Linked DNA regions of Sus scrofa: region 2 is linked to region 1. A link is a contact called in public Hi-C data. All regions are on one chromosome and are shown on one strand. The core of a region is the stretch at or near the end of the contact, and the rest is flanking DNA. Distances in the headings are between cores, read along the strand shown. Region 1 has its middle 12 kb from the start of POFUT2. Region 2 overlaps COL18A1 (collagen alpha-1(XVIII) chain).

Evidence for each region. Hi-C and Micro-C count contacts between places; a contact is called where the count stands out from the background.
Region 2: a contact with region 1 is called in a Hi-C map of omental adipose tissue, with 4 times the contacts expected there. The contact joins two enhancer-like sites. A contact is called at or near these places in 13 of 47 Hi-C or Micro-C datasets (adipose tissue, embryonic fibroblasts, epiblast stem cells and 8 more) and 1 of 2 datasets of contacts at active chromatin or transcription factors (skeletal muscle).

What each region holds. Positions count from the first base shown.
Region 1 is chr13:207,829,177-207,831,953 of Sscrofa11.1, reverse strand. No RefSeq gene overlaps it. Among named protein-coding and RNA genes, the nearest start is that of POFUT2, 12 kb to the right of the region's middle. Within about 2 kb of position 1,448, at least 23 of the 83 cell types and tissues checked have an H3K27ac peak or open chromatin away from gene starts, as enhancers often do. A contact at or near this core is called in omental adipose tissue, where this site is marked.
Region 2 is chr13:207,923,786-207,926,562 of Sscrofa11.1, reverse strand. All of the region lies in intron 2 of COL18A1 (collagen alpha-1(XVIII) chain), which reads right to left. Among named protein-coding and RNA genes, the nearest start is that of COL18A1, 17 kb to the right of the region's middle. Within about 2 kb of position 1,447, at least 20 of the 83 cell types and tissues checked have an H3K27ac peak or open chromatin away from gene starts, as enhancers often do. A contact at or near this core is called in omental adipose tissue, where this site is marked.

The DNA.
Region 1 (2,777 bases), core at 199-2,698:
GAAAGAGAATGCGGGTGCCCGGGGACTCGGGGACCCTCTTTGGTGGCTCAGCGGCCGCGTTGTTCCAGACACAGGCGGGTCCCAGCTCCTCTCAGTGCTCGGGAAGGCGGGGCCGGGACAGTCACCTCCCGGCACGCCCGCCCCTTCCACGAAGCGGACACGGACGGCGGCCGGGATGTTGCAAGCCCTTCACAGGCCCCCGATTTCCATCCCCAGGTGATCCTTGCCCAGGTTTATGCAGCCCTGTTTCAGCAGGTGGCTCCGAGCCCCTGTGGTTACGGTTCCCGTGTGCGACCTGGGACACCCACGACCTCAGCCCCCCCACCTGCAGCCGTGTGGGGACGGAGGAGCCGCGCGAGAACCTGCCAGGGCCCTCAGGAGCTCAGTCACTTTCCGGCCCGGCTTCCGAGGGAAACCCAGCAGGAGCCCATAACCGGGTCGTCTACCCGGGAGCCCCTCCACCCAGCGGCCTGGCCAGTGAGGCCCAGAAGGCGCCCTTGACTCGGCGTCTGCTGGTGGCTGTTTTGGCAGAAGGCAGCGTGGCCGGGGTGGACTGGGGGCCCTCTGTCTCTTCAGCTCGGGCTGCTGCGCAAATACCCCAGGCTGGAGACTCACACGACAGAAACTCACTTTCTCCCAGTCCTGGGGGCTGGACGTCTGCGGTCAGGCATCTCGGGCGGCTCTTGCCAAGGCCCCTCCTGGCCGGGTGGTCGGCCGTCTCCTCCTCCAGGTGCTGAGGGTCCCAGCATCGGTGTGGGCATCTGGGAGACAAAACCCAGCCTGCAGCACGTTCTCAGAGATTCTGTCCCTGAACATGGCTAGCGGGCGTTGACCCTTGCCAGGACAGGCCACCCCCGGCCCTGCCAGCTCCAGGCACCCTGGACCATCTGTCCTCAGCCGGCACTCTGGCTGCAGAGCCCCTCACCCTCCCCGGCTCCCTGGGGCAGGACACAGGGGACTTTTGCAGGGCTCAGGGACCCCAAGACGGCAGGGAGGGAGGGCCTCCCTCTCCACGGGGCTCCCGGGATGGACACCAAGGCGGGACCTGCGTGGGCACCTCTGTGGACGCGCCTACTGCTCACGCATCAGCACTGCCACCTCCCGCTCAGGTCGGGGCGGGTCCTCGCAGGCGGGTGTGCCCTGGGCTGCTGCTCTCGCCCACGGCCCCGGCACCAGCGGGCACCCGTCTCAGGATCTGCAGGCTGGGCCCGGCCTCTCCTCACGGCCTGTGGCTGCGACCAGGTGGCACAGCCTGGAGCTGGGCCCCAGGGCTCCGCGCACGGCAGCTGCTGCCCCTTGGCCTCAAGCACGTCTGGGGGAGGCGCCAGGCTCAGAGGAACAGCAGGAAGAGCCGTGCCGCTGCCAGACGCCACTGCACAGGCTGATGGATTCCCCACGCGTCTCGGGACCACGAGGACACGTCCGGCCTCGGCCCACAGGCCCGGCTTGGCCGCCCGGCCCTGATCAGAGCGATAACGGCCTCCCCTGGGGCAGTGCAGCGCCTGTCCACGCTCCGGGTATGAGGCCAGCGCCCCAGGACGGTCCCCAGGGCCACATCACAGCACTGGGTGAGGCTGGGGGACAGCTCTGGGCCAAGCGCCGAAGTGCTTCCTCCGGGGCGGGGGTGGGGGGTGGCTGCTGAGCCGCGCGTTGGCGGATAAAGCACCGGGACCACTTCCAGCCCCTCCTCCAGCCCTTCCCGGGCTGTCCGTCGGGAGGCCTGCTCTTTAAAATTCCAACATCTCCAAGTAAATATTTTCACTGTTAAGTGCAGGCGGTGCTGGTAGGTGTATTAGAATTCACGTTGAAATCCCAAGTTCCCACATTCCCCCACCCATCAGAGTCCTGTGTTTTTTCCCCTCCCACCCCAAAATATTTCTGTCCCTTCTCCTTGGCAGAAATCAAGTCAGGCCCTGGTTACGTCTGCAAGGCAGACAGGGAGGTGCCGGGCGCACGCTGGCTGGGTGGCTTTGAGTGGCTTATCCAGATAGTGCCCCAGCTATGGGGGGTTCATGGCCCCTAGGCACTTGGCTGGGCAGCACCGGGCAGCACCTATAGTGGGTCCGGGTGGGCTAAAGGCTGCTGGGAGCAGCAGGGCCCAGAGGAAGGTGGACTGAGCCTGTCCCATCTCGGCAGCCTTGTCCCCAGAAGCCCAAAGGCAGAGGGGGCTCCGGGTGGCCTCCCACCCGGCACACAGGACTTGGGCTCCAGCCCAGTTCCAGGTGGGGACCTGCTGGCTTGATCCCACCTCCGGGCACAGGTTGGGAAGACAGGCCTGGAGAAGGTAAATAACCAGCCCCCGAGGCAGACTCAGGACCAAATCGGGCCCCCTGACCACACCTGGTGCCTGGCTGGTGCCGAGCCACCCAGACCTGAAGACGTCATTCTGATGGGTCAGCCAGCGACGGCTCGGCGGTCCAAGGATGCTCTGACCAGGAGGCCAGCGTGGTCCCCACGGAAGGGGGTGGGCGGGGCAGGCTGACCTGGTGCAGTCCCCAGGGTCCTTGGAGGGGTGCCCCCCAGGCTGTGGGACAGGGAACAGAGTGAGGGGTCTCTGGGAGGCAGGATCCAGAGGAACGGGAGGAAGTAGCAAAGGGACCAGGGCCAAGGAGGCCGTGCAGGGCGTCTGGGGGGATGGCCCCCGGGACAGGGCTGGGGTGCTCACGGGGGGCCTCAGCTGTGGCGGGGAGCAGTGTTCAGCTGGGCCTGGGCGGGGAGGGGGGGAGCCAGGCGGTGGGAGGTGGATGAATTCAGGCAGAAGGAGGGGAGGGGGGGCC
Region 2 (2,777 bases), core at 198-2,697, 95 kb before region 1:
AGCTCCCAGCTCCCTTGGGAAGCACACGGCCCCCCGGGCACACCTGGCGGGAGGGAGGCGCCTCGTTATTTGAAAGTCCGTTCAGAACGTACCTACAAAAGACAGGGCTTTTCCCTCATTCGAAAGATGGAACACCGCGCCCCCGTCCCCTCAGCCGCGCTTCCTACTGACATGGGACAAGCGCAGCCTGCGTCTGTCTCCACGTTCTGCTCCGAGCCCCGGAAGGTCAGAAGAAATCAAAGAGTCTGTGACCCCTTTCAAAACGAAACTGCTGTTATTTTCTTTGGCTAAACTGTTCAGTCAAGTTTCAAAGAGGATTAACATCTGTGCTCGCTGCTGTTTTTCTCTAGAACCTTCTGGCCTTTTCTCATGCGGTCGTTGCGGGAGGGGGCCGGGCCCGCGGGGGCTTCTTGGGAGCCCATCACTGCACATCGGACTCCGCTCTGGAGGTGGGGCGGGGGCCGAGGGGCCAGGCCAGCCTGTGCAGTTTCCACCCACAGAGCGGTGGGAGGGCGACACTGCATCCGTGGGCGGGGGGCACCTGAGCCGGCCCTGCATCACGTCCTCACACCTCTCAGCACGGAGCCCGGGCGTGGGGGGGTGGTCACAGGCGACCTGCTCCGGGGCCCGTGGGGAAGGATGCAGCCCAGGAGCCTGGAGGCGGCTGCAGCGGACCCTGGGGGAGCCCCCCTGGGAGAGCCCACCTAGGGAGCCCTCAGGCAGGCAGCTCTCGGCCAGGCTCATAAGAGGGGCCTCCCCAGAGTCCTGGCGCCAGCCTGCCTGCCCGTCCCTGGGGCTCCAGCCCCGCAGGACATCCCTGTGGTCGTGTCCCCCGGGCCAGGGCGAGAAGCAGAGCAGGCCCCTGGGCCCTTGGTAGCCTTTGTTCCACTCGACCCTGAGAGCAACGTGCCGGGACCGGTGGGTCCCCAAGGCCTCTGTCCGTGCCTCCTGCCGGGCCCCACAGGGCCAGCCGGGCCCCACGTGGGCGGCTCTCCCCTCCCCTTCCTCCAAAGTCCACCCCAGCCCTGGCCCTGCAGGCGCTGCCCTAGTCCTGGGCCAGGGTCCGAAAGAGTCTCTAGTAACAGACACTGAAGCTCAGGGGCAGCCGGGGACCCCGTGGGGATCTCGGCGAGAATCCTGTCGGCTTCAGCCAGGTGCCCAGCCAACTCCTGGGGCCCTGAGAACATGGCCAGCCTGGGAACCCCCATCAGAATGGGCCTCCTCCCGCACCCGTGCCATCCCCACCTGGCCTCCACGGCGCAGTGGGTCCCTCCCCGCCCCCAGGCCACGGCAGAATGGGTCGCTGCATGTGTGCAGCAGGCGCTGGGGGGGCTGTGAACGCCCCCAGCCCTGGGCCCCAGCAAGAGCTCTGCTCTGTCTCAGGCCCCCCTCCCAGGCTGCCTGACAGCCCAGATAAGCTGCTGCGAATGGAATGTGACCTCCCTCTGGGGTGTCAGGCCCCAGCTTTGCAAATAAATCACCTGGAAGACAAATGACAGTGCCTGACAGTCCCCGGGTCCCTGCGGGTCCACTCGGTCCCGTCTGTTCCTCTGATCCCTGCCTTGGTCCCCATGCCGCCCGGCTGACCCACTGGGTGGGTGACCGGGCGGCAGAGCCTCGTGACCCCGGCTTCCAGAGCCAGCCAGTGTCCGCTGACCTGCCGCCTCGTCGAAAGGGCCGGGCTGGGGCCTCTGCCTGAGGCCATAAAAGTTCTCCCCATGTGGTCTCTGCCTAGAAGTAAAAGCAAATTCACCCGCCAGAGCACGAGACCTGAGGCCAGGACCGCGTCTCCGCATTCCTGGGCTTCCAGCCGCGCAGGCAGCCACCCACCCACTGTCTCCATCTGCCTTTGTAACCGGACCCGGGGTCACCAGGAGCGCCCCGGCCTGCCCCTTCTGCACCTGGCACAGGCCCCAGTGCCCCTCCCCAGCACCCAGGCAGGTGGCTGCCTGCCCTGAGGGGGAGCAGAGAGACCAGAGTTCCACCTGCTCAGAACTCTAGCCCATACCCCGCTTCATGGCCACAGTGCTCCCTGCACGTGGCAGCTGCCTGGACGCGACAAGCAGGGTGGCAGGGCCCTCTTTAGGATCAGGGAGGGGACGGGGGGTGGCTGTCGGGGGGGGGTCACAGGCAGCCTCCCGGGGCCAGGCCCTGGGAGAAGGGGAGGGGGCACCAGCAGCAGAGGCCACAAAGCCGTGGTGACACGGCTCACAAAAGACTGCGGATGGGGGAACCAGGCCAGTGGGTAGAGACACCCAGCAGTGCATCAGGCTGGACAGATGCCGTGGGTGGGGCTCTGCGATGCACCTGCCCCTGTCCTCGGCCGCCTCACCAGGCGGAGGATCCTGGGGGACCGCTCGGGGCCAGGTCCTCGGCTCAGAGCCTAAAGCAGAGGAAGGTGCTCCAGCCCATCCGGGGACAGGAGGGGAGAAGAGGAGCCTCCCCGGAGGCAGCTCCAGCCCGCAGAGTCTGCTGTGGGCGCAGAGGCTGCACAAACGAGTGGACGGGGGGCGCCGTGAACGAACAGACCCCCGGGCCGGCCCCGCATGCCAGGAGCCTCCTGCCAGCCCGCTCTGCCTTCGTCCCGCACAGCCACCATCCTTCCCCCGAGTGCGGCGTGAGCAGAGAGCAGCGCCCTCCATTCCGGCCGAGGGTCAGCAGACAGGCCGCTGCCCGGGATGCTGGTCACACCCCTTCCCGCAGGACTCCGACGACGAGGACCTTGGGATACGACGGGGGACCACGTTTAGGGAAAGCCACAGCCCGAGTCCAGAGAC